Linked DNA regions of Sus scrofa: region 2 is linked to region 1. Evidence: chromatin contacts called from public HiChIP or PLAC-seq data. All regions are on one chromosome and are shown on one strand. The core of a region is the stretch at or near the end of the contact, and the rest is flanking DNA. Distances in the headings are between cores, read along the strand shown.

Region 1 (4,124 bases), core at 1,057-3,556:
CACAGGGCGCAGATAGTGTCCTCGGAGCTGGGGCCGCTTGGCCCAGGCCCAGCTACGTTTACACAGATTTCCCAATCCGCTCACTGGAGACGGGCCAGGTGCACTTGCGTTACCAGGTGCTGCTCTGAGCAGTGCTTCCACCTGAAGTGACCGCAGCCCACGTCAGCACTGGGTCCCAGGGGCTCAGCCCAGCTCAGAGGCCAGAACTCAGCTCCGTCAGACCCTGACCACACTCTGTGCTCCTCTGTGCCCCGCCTCTGTTGCCCTGGAAACACCAAGGGCCAGAACTGGGCTTGGGGACATTCTCCATCACTCTGCATGAACGTGCTCACCTCCTTACAGCAGTCAGCGCTTTTCAGGCCCCAGCACTTCCTCCCAGGCCTCTCCTAGCCCAGAGTTCTTGGGGCCCCGCATTTTGTCTGGATAGATGAGGATGGCAATGCCCCAAACTTCTTTGAGGGCTAAGGAGTGAAATTTACCCTGCAAAGCGGACATTCGTAATCTAAGAAGCAGCATGGCTTCCCCAAACCCAGGAAGGTTCATCCCAGATGGGGATGAAGTTGAGAAAGACACAAAGGGCTCGCTCCCCTTCCAGAGGCCAAGCTGCTTCCTATAGCAAGGGAAAGGACCTTCCCACCCCGTTTGTGTAGAGAAGCACGGAGGCCTGTCCTCCAGCAGGGCATGAGGTCAGAGCAGCACCTTTAAAGCTGGGCCACGACCACCTGCAGCCCTTGTGCCCTGAAGAGCACCACTGGCCTCCTGGGCCAGACCCCTGCGCATCAGGGCAGCCCACAGAGCGCATGCCCAAGACCCGCTGAGTCTGGGCACAACAGGGGCACATCAGCCAGGGCAGGCGGGCTTTCTGGAAAGAAAGGTCCCTAACCCTGAGCCTCCATCTCAGGGGCCACCACCTCACCCCTGCCTCAGCCATCGGTGTATGTGAAATCCGCTTTCCAGGAGTTAGCATCATGGCTCAGTGGGAATGAACCTGACTAATATCCGTAAGGATGCAAGTTTGATTGCTGGCCTCGCTCAGTGGGTTAAGGACCCGGCGTTGCCATGAGCTGTGGTGTAGGTTGCAGATGCGGCTGGGATCCCACGTTGCTGTGGCTGTGGTATAGGCTGGCAGCTACAGCTCCGATTCAAACCCTAGCCTGGAAACTTCCTTATGCAGTGAAAAAAGACAAAAAAAAACAAAAAACAAAAAACAAAACCTAGTTTCCCTCTGTGCAGTCCCAAGAGGTTTGCATCTGTTTCACAGGTGGTGTTTAAGTCACAGAACATCAAGGAGGAGAGGAAATGGAGATTGTTGAGCCTGTCCCTGGCAGGGCTGTCTTGCCTGGGACTAGAAATGCCCCCACCTCACCCCATCCACCTTCCCCACCTCCTGCACCCCATTTCCCCCTCCCCCATTCTACCTCCCCCTCCCCATCTACCTCCCCAAACTCCATCTACTTTCCCCACCCCTCCTGCTTCCCCCACCCCATCTTCTCCTGCCCCATCAACCCTATCACCTCCTCTGACTCCCCTTTGCACCCACTTCCCTCGTCCCCTTCCCCTCCCCCACCTCCCCCATCTCCTCTACCCCATATCCCCCTCCCCTATTTCATCTCTTCCCCCAACACACACACACACACACACACACACACACGCGCGCGCGCGCATGCACGTGTGCGTGCACGCGCACGCACTATTGGGTTCCCCCCAAGCCACAGTGGCAGAACTGCTGGAGAACAAAGGCCACCCTGGGGCCACATCTTGGGATCCCTGGCTGTCCCCTGGGGCCAGCCTTGCTCCTGCTCTGAAATGGGCACTGTGGAGCCTTCTCTCCAGCCACCAGGACTTGTGTGCTCCCTGCAGCCAATGACCCTGGGGAGAGGGCCACTCGACCTCTGTGGTGGCCGCCTGTGGCTGCCCTCGGAGGCAAGACCTGCTTTCCCCAGCTGTCACTCCTCCAGGTCTGGAACTGGCTTTCCCCGTGTGTGTTCTTCCAGCATCCACACCCCAGCCAAGCTGCAAGTCCCTCTGGGGCCAGCCCCTGCCCAGCTCCTGGCTGCCTTCCCAGAGCAAGGCGGTGTCCCCATAGCACCCTCTCTCCTAGAGGCCAGGCCTATAAGCTGCCCTCTCAATTTAGCCCGGCAGCCCTGGGAGAGGAGGCCCCTCCCAGTGCAAATCCCAGGCCCCTCCCTGGAATTCAGGAGCTGCCTGGGATTTTTCAAATGGCAGTCCTTCCAGCTGGAAAGTGCATTTGAGTTCCAGCCTCCCCCCAGCAACCCCAGAAGAAGAGACTCAGAGCCCAAGGGAGGCAGCCTCGAGCTCGGAACCGGCAGGTGGGGAGCACAGGATGGCTCCCACCTTAGTTCAGGCCAGTCCGTGACTCCCCCGCAAAGCCACAGGGCCCCTGTGGGGATTCAGACAAGTGTACACAATTCTGGGGGGGTCGATGGCAGAGAACCCCCCACCTGACCGGAGATACTAAATGTGGCTGTTCAGGCAGACTTACTCTCCTACACGTGGGATTTGGCTTCCAGACAGCGGCCTCCTGTCCCAGTGCATGGCCACGGATGATCTGGGCTACTTGTTAAACAAAACTAAACTAACATAAAGACAGGTTTCCCAGCACACTTTGGAGTGAGTAACCCTATCCATCGTCCATATGCCAGGCATCATTCCCCAGCAGCTGGGTGGGGAAGAAAGCTTAATCGCTTTGAACCTGCATAATCTCTGCGCCCTCCAACTATATAAAGGTACAGCTGGGCAAAATGTCATGAAAACATTCGATTCTAGGTAACAGGGTGTCAGATGCCTTGCATGCTTTCTCACATTTCCAGGACACACTCCAAAGAACCCCCTGGCGTGCTGACATCACGTGCTACTCAGAGGACACAGCCACGCCACCCCCCACCACCCCTTCCCCCACTCCTCCACCACCCCTGACCTCGGAAAGATGAAGCATTGTCCATCTTTACCCTGGGGGCAGTGGGGGTGGGGGTGGAAATATGATGGACATAATGAGCTAAAAAATACTTGGTGCCTAGAGAAGTCACTTGAAAGATGAGGGTTCTTAAGGATCCCGCTATTTCTTTGAATTCCCATGGAACTCAGGTATCTAGGTTTCTCCCAAAGCTTTCCTGCCTCTGGCTTTTTCTTTGCTATTTCTAGAGGCAGGCCCGATTGCTGCTGTCAATAGTTTTGACAAATCACGATGGAGCTAAAAGAAGTAGGTGGAAGAGGAACCCTCCGGCCCTTGGTGACAATCACGCTCCTCCTGTTCCCTGAGTCCCCGCCACACGCCTGGCTCTCACACATCCTCCTTTAAAGGCAGACGTCAAGAAGGGGTCATGCTAGGATCTGTGGCCAGTCAGCCCTCGCTCCTTTAGATAAGATGGTTGAATGAGTCACGTAGTGATGCAGAACAACAGTAATTCTTTATTACCTCTCTGGGTTCCTATGAGTCAGGGATTCGAACAGGAAGCAGCAGGTGGCTTGTCTCTGCCCAGTGGTGTCTGGGACCTCTGCTGGGGACTCAACGTCTGGGAGGGACCCCCTGAGGACCAGTCCTTCCTATGTCTGGTGGTCCAGCAGGGCTTCCAGCAGGAACTCCCAACCTCTGCAGGTACCCCCAGCTTGCTTCCAACATGGTGGTGGGGCTTCAAGAGCAAGGGTCGCAGGAGCAAGACAACCAAGAGGAGATCAGGACAGAAGCGACTCCTATCACCATCTCCACCATGTTCTCTTGGTGGAAACATTTGCCAAGGCCTGCTGGGTCTAGAGACAGGGAGCACAGAGGGTCTTCTTCAGTGGAAGAGACCCGGGTCCATGGTAAGCAGGGCATGAATGACGGGATATAGAAAGGTGTGAATGTCTCTAGAAAATCCCATCTACCACAGTGATGAGAAAGCAGGTGCTACGGGGGAGTCCATCCTGTGCAGTCGGCACTACGCAGCCCCGAAGCCCATCAGCCCACCAAGCCTGCCTTCGTTTCCTTCCTTGTCTGGTTAGGAAACCCAGCTCTGATTCGAGAAAACAATTCTTCCTATGGTTTTACCCAGTTGAGAGGGTTTCACCTGAGCGCTCTCTTAGAATTGCTTGTGTGCTTTCTCCAGGATTCTTATCTAGAAGTT
Region 2 (4,124 bases), core at 479-2,978, 78 kb before region 1:
AGCTCACGGCAACGCCAGATCCTTAACCTACTGAGCAAGCCAGGTTACTAGTTGGGTTTGTTGGTAACCGAGCCACAACAGGAACTCCTTCTGCTCACTTTCCTTTTACCCATTTATTTTTAAGGCTGTAGGCATTTAGTGAGGAAATAAAAGTGAAGAAGGGAGGATGAGTGGAGGGAGAGGGACTCACACCAGAGTGAGGTCATTGCTGGTCAGCGATCGTTAATCATGGGCCATGCTCACCTCCAGACCTCAGCCTATTTCCAAGAACGTTTTCTCAGGCTGTCAGTTTCCTTGAATTGTAACTTTGGTCATGTGACCTTGACACTTGGGTAGAACAATACACTTCCCAAGTAGGAAATGTCACCACATCTCATAAAATACATAAGGGATGAAGAACAGCGTGGAGCAGCCCCAGAACAGGGCTGAGGGGGAGCAGGGACCAATTTTGTGTTTCTGCTTCCTAAGCTTTAAAGAAGATAATGACACCTTTCAATAGTATTTTATGGAGGTATGTTTAACAACCCAGGGGAATATACACTGTATATTAAGTTTTTAAAAAAAGAACAAAACTATTATAAAATATATAAGTAAAGTGTTCCATGTGTATGTGTTTAGAAAACCTCAAATATTACTATTCATTATTTCTTGGTCAGATTTATCTTCTTTTATTTTTTGGATTTCTTGAATGCTTTATGATACCTATGTATTGTTTTACGGTTAGAAAAAGTAATAAAGACTCTTGTAAAAGGGAGAGAGAGTTATTTAACTTGGTAGAAATAAGACCTTACCCCTAGTTTGGGCTTAGTACCACAATAATATACAATTCCCAAAAGTGATGGAAGATATGTGTTGAACTCGACTTGTCCAAAGTCAAACTCATGTTTGTTCCCCCTAAGCTTGGCTCTCTTCAATTCTTATCTATTGCAGGGGTTATCTTTCCACCCACTGAGTCAAGCCAAAACATCTCCCTCCTGACACAGCCCCTTAGCCAAGGCAACACCATCCTGAAAGTTGATACCTAAAATCTCTCTCAACTATCTCCCCTCCTCTTCTTACCTCCAGCCATCATACCCCTCCACCCCCTGCTCCAAGTCCAGCCTATATCACTCCTAGAAACTGGACCACTGCAGGAGCTTACAATCTGCTTTCTCCATGTTCCTCTTCTCAACTTCACCCCCAAACCATTCTGCTTCCCATGTCGAAGCCAGTCCTGATGGCTACTTTTCACTGAAGAGCCATTCCTCAAAGACATGTCAAGTATAACATAGACTTGAAACTCTAGATTTCCACCCAACAAATCTGTTCCTTGTCTGGCCTTCACCGTCTTAGGAAATCATAACAGCATTCCATTAGCTCATCCACCAACCATAGAGGCAACCAGTTCATTCATCAGTGGAAAAGCCTCGTCAACCACAACTCGAAAACATGTCTTAAATTCTTCATTCCACCTGCATTGCTACAACCAGAGCACCACCACTGTACTCTTGGGTGCAGTACTGCAGTCACCTCCTAACTGGTCTCCCTGCTTTTGTTCTTCACCCTACAATCACTTATCTGCAAACCCAGAGAGATTTTTAAATCAAAGAAGAACCAACACCTGATTATATTCCTGGAGGATTTGCACATGACATGGGAAAAAAAGGGATGCCTTCTCTTGCTCAACTTGTCACTGCCCACTTCTCAGAGCTCATCTCTTAATCACCGTTTTGCTCACCAGATTCCTAGCGCACTGACCTCTTTCTATTGCTCAAGCAGACAGTGTGGTCACAGCTCAGGAACTTAGTGCTTTCTATGTTTACTGCCAGGAATGTTTGCCTCTGGGTTTTTTACAGCCTGTCCCTCCTTATCTTGCCAAGCTCAGAGCACACGTTAACCTTCTAAGGGAGATTTTCCTGGTTGCCAGTGTAGACAAGCAACCAACATCTGTCTGGGATCCCTTGGATCCAGTTTCATTTCCTCCTTTACATTTATCTCAAATAGTCATCTTTATTAATGGCCTTTGATGTTATTTATCAATCTCCCGCCACTAGAAAGTAAACCTCATTGTCTGTGTGTTTGTTTTCCTTACTGCTGTTTCCCTGTGTCTAAGAAAATGCCAGTGATTATTACATTTTTGTTGAATGGGTAAATGAATGAATCTCTAGGACTCTCCCATGGTTTTTATGTGAGTCTATCTCACTGTCTCTGTGAGATTAAGTCCCTGCCGTAGTCTAAGCTTTCACAGTACACACTTAAATTAACCATAGATAATATGATTGCTTTGACAAGTTTGCTAGAAATTGAACTGCCTCGCTGCTGTGGGAGCAGGTGAAGTCATTAAAGGCACGATGGTACATTTGAGAACGCATGTGCAGTCTCCATGATAGCCCCAGAGCTGGGGGGTCCATTGCTCCAAGTGGCCTGAGGATCCCATTTGCCACTCTCTGGCATCCATGGTATGTGCTGGGGGAAGCGAGCAGCTGCCACATGATGGGTCAGGATGCAGAGGAAAGGCTTCACCTTCTGCCAGTATGCTTCTGTCCTGATCTGGGAGAGACTGTGTCCCTCAGAGAAGAGAAAGGCAAAGGCATTCCAAGAGGGGAAAGTTAGGACCAGACTTCATTGCTTCGTTTCTGTCTGACACATCCTTACACTCCAGTCATCAAGCAGTCACATTAGAGTTGATGTCATAGCCCAGTAAACAGGTCTGGGAACCCCCTCACTCAGACTGGACATTGACCACCACATCCATCCATCTGTGGGGAGCAGCCCTTAGAGGGGCGCTCTTGACAGTAAGCACCATTATTCAACTGCAGCACATCAAGTCGAAATGACTCATGATTCAAACAGCCGGACGAATAAAGCCCATTTTTAAAAATCATTTCCTCCAATATCTTACAGTAGAGTTTGGAACCCCTGGTGTTCTGGGCTCTGTGTGTCTCTCTGACAGGCAGTAAGATGGACTCATGTAAAAGCTGTCAGAAAGTTTTGGAGACTAAGGTGGCTGGGGCAGCCTGATGTGTGAGAAGAGAACGTCCATGGCAGAGAACCAGGCACTAAGGTCAGAGAATAATCTAGGTGACAGATGGCCCTCACTGTCCAAAGTAAATCAAATCTCACCTCGTTCATGCTGTGAATGCTGAAATGAATAGCTCTGCTTGCACACCATTGGAGGAGGGGAGGAGACATCAAGACAGAGTCTGAGGCTGTAAGAGTTTGTGGCTGTAAGTATAAGTAGATCAGTTTGCCCAAAGGCACTTTCTTTTCCCTGTTCCACCTAGTATGCTCAAGGGATAGCAATCAAAATACAAAGAAAAGCTCTTGGAAAAAGTAGATCCAGGGGCAGATGTAGAGACAGTTTTCCTAGATAGGCAGGGTTGCCTAAACTCAAGTCCACACTTGGAAACCAGGGCCTTTTCCCCCAGGAGAATATTAGCTCCCCTTAAATATCAGAGCTCCTGTTGTGGCTCAGCAGGTTAAGAACCAATGAGTATCCATGAGGACATGGGTTCAATCCCTGGCACCGCTCAGTGGATTAAGCTCATTCATTGCCATGAGCTGTGGTGTAGGTTGCAGATGAAGCTCAGACACAGTGTTTCTGTGGCTGTGGTGTAGGCCGGCAGCTGAAGCTCCAATCTGACCCCTAGCCTGGGAACATCCATATGCTGTTGGTGCAGCCCTGAAAAGAAAAAAAAAAAAAAATCACCAGGACAGGAGTTCCCTTGTGGTGCAGTGGTTTAAGGATCTAGAGTTATCACTGCAGCAGCTCGGGTCACTGCTACAGTGTGGGTTCGATCCCTGACCCAGGAACTTCCACCGAAAAGAATTTTTAAAAAATCTCCAGGGCAGGTGAAAACCAGAACTGAAGCCTCATCCCATTCTTCAAGGTGAATGCTCTCAATCAGGGTAGCTGGCCCTTGAAATTTGAACTCACAAGGTAATGGAGTGAAGACAACTGAGGAGAAAAGCCAAAAATAAAAAATGATAAATTGAACAATCTACATCAGATGAAGGCAAATTAATAGGCTCGGACAGGTAAAGAACTTAAATATAAGAAATATTCCTGAAGAGATGAAAGAGGATGGTGCTGACATGAAATAGACACAGAAGTTTTTTAAAAGGATCAAGTAAAAATACCACGT

What was found. HiChIP or PLAC-seq counts read pairs in DNA pulled down with a chosen protein or histone mark.
Region 2: a contact with region 1 is called in an H3K27ac HiChIP or PLAC-seq map of skeletal muscle. The contact joins two enhancer-like sites. A contact is called at or near these places in 4 of 47 Hi-C or Micro-C datasets (embryonic fibroblasts, liver and skeletal muscle) and 1 of 2 datasets of contacts at active chromatin or transcription factors (skeletal muscle).

What each region holds. Positions count from the first base shown.
Region 1 is chr14:1,379,288-1,383,411 of Sscrofa11.1, reverse strand. It overlaps LOC110256747 (a long non-coding RNA gene), which reads right to left. Exons shown (of 2, transcript XR_002338666.1): 2 at 3,410-3,768. Among named protein-coding and RNA genes, the nearest start is that of GADD45G, 220 kb to the right of the region's middle. Within about 2 kb of position 2,306, at least 26 of the 83 cell types and tissues checked have an H3K27ac peak or open chromatin away from gene starts, as enhancers often do. A contact at or near this core is called in liver and skeletal muscle, where this site is marked.
Region 2 is chr14:1,456,750-1,460,873 of Sscrofa11.1, reverse strand. The region is part of intron 2 of LOC106505879 (a long non-coding RNA gene); the gene reads right to left. Among named protein-coding and RNA genes, the nearest start is that of GADD45G, 290 kb to the right of the region's middle. Within about 2 kb of position 1,728, at least 11 of the 83 cell types and tissues checked have an H3K27ac peak or open chromatin away from gene starts, as enhancers often do. A contact at or near this core is called in liver and skeletal muscle, where this site is marked.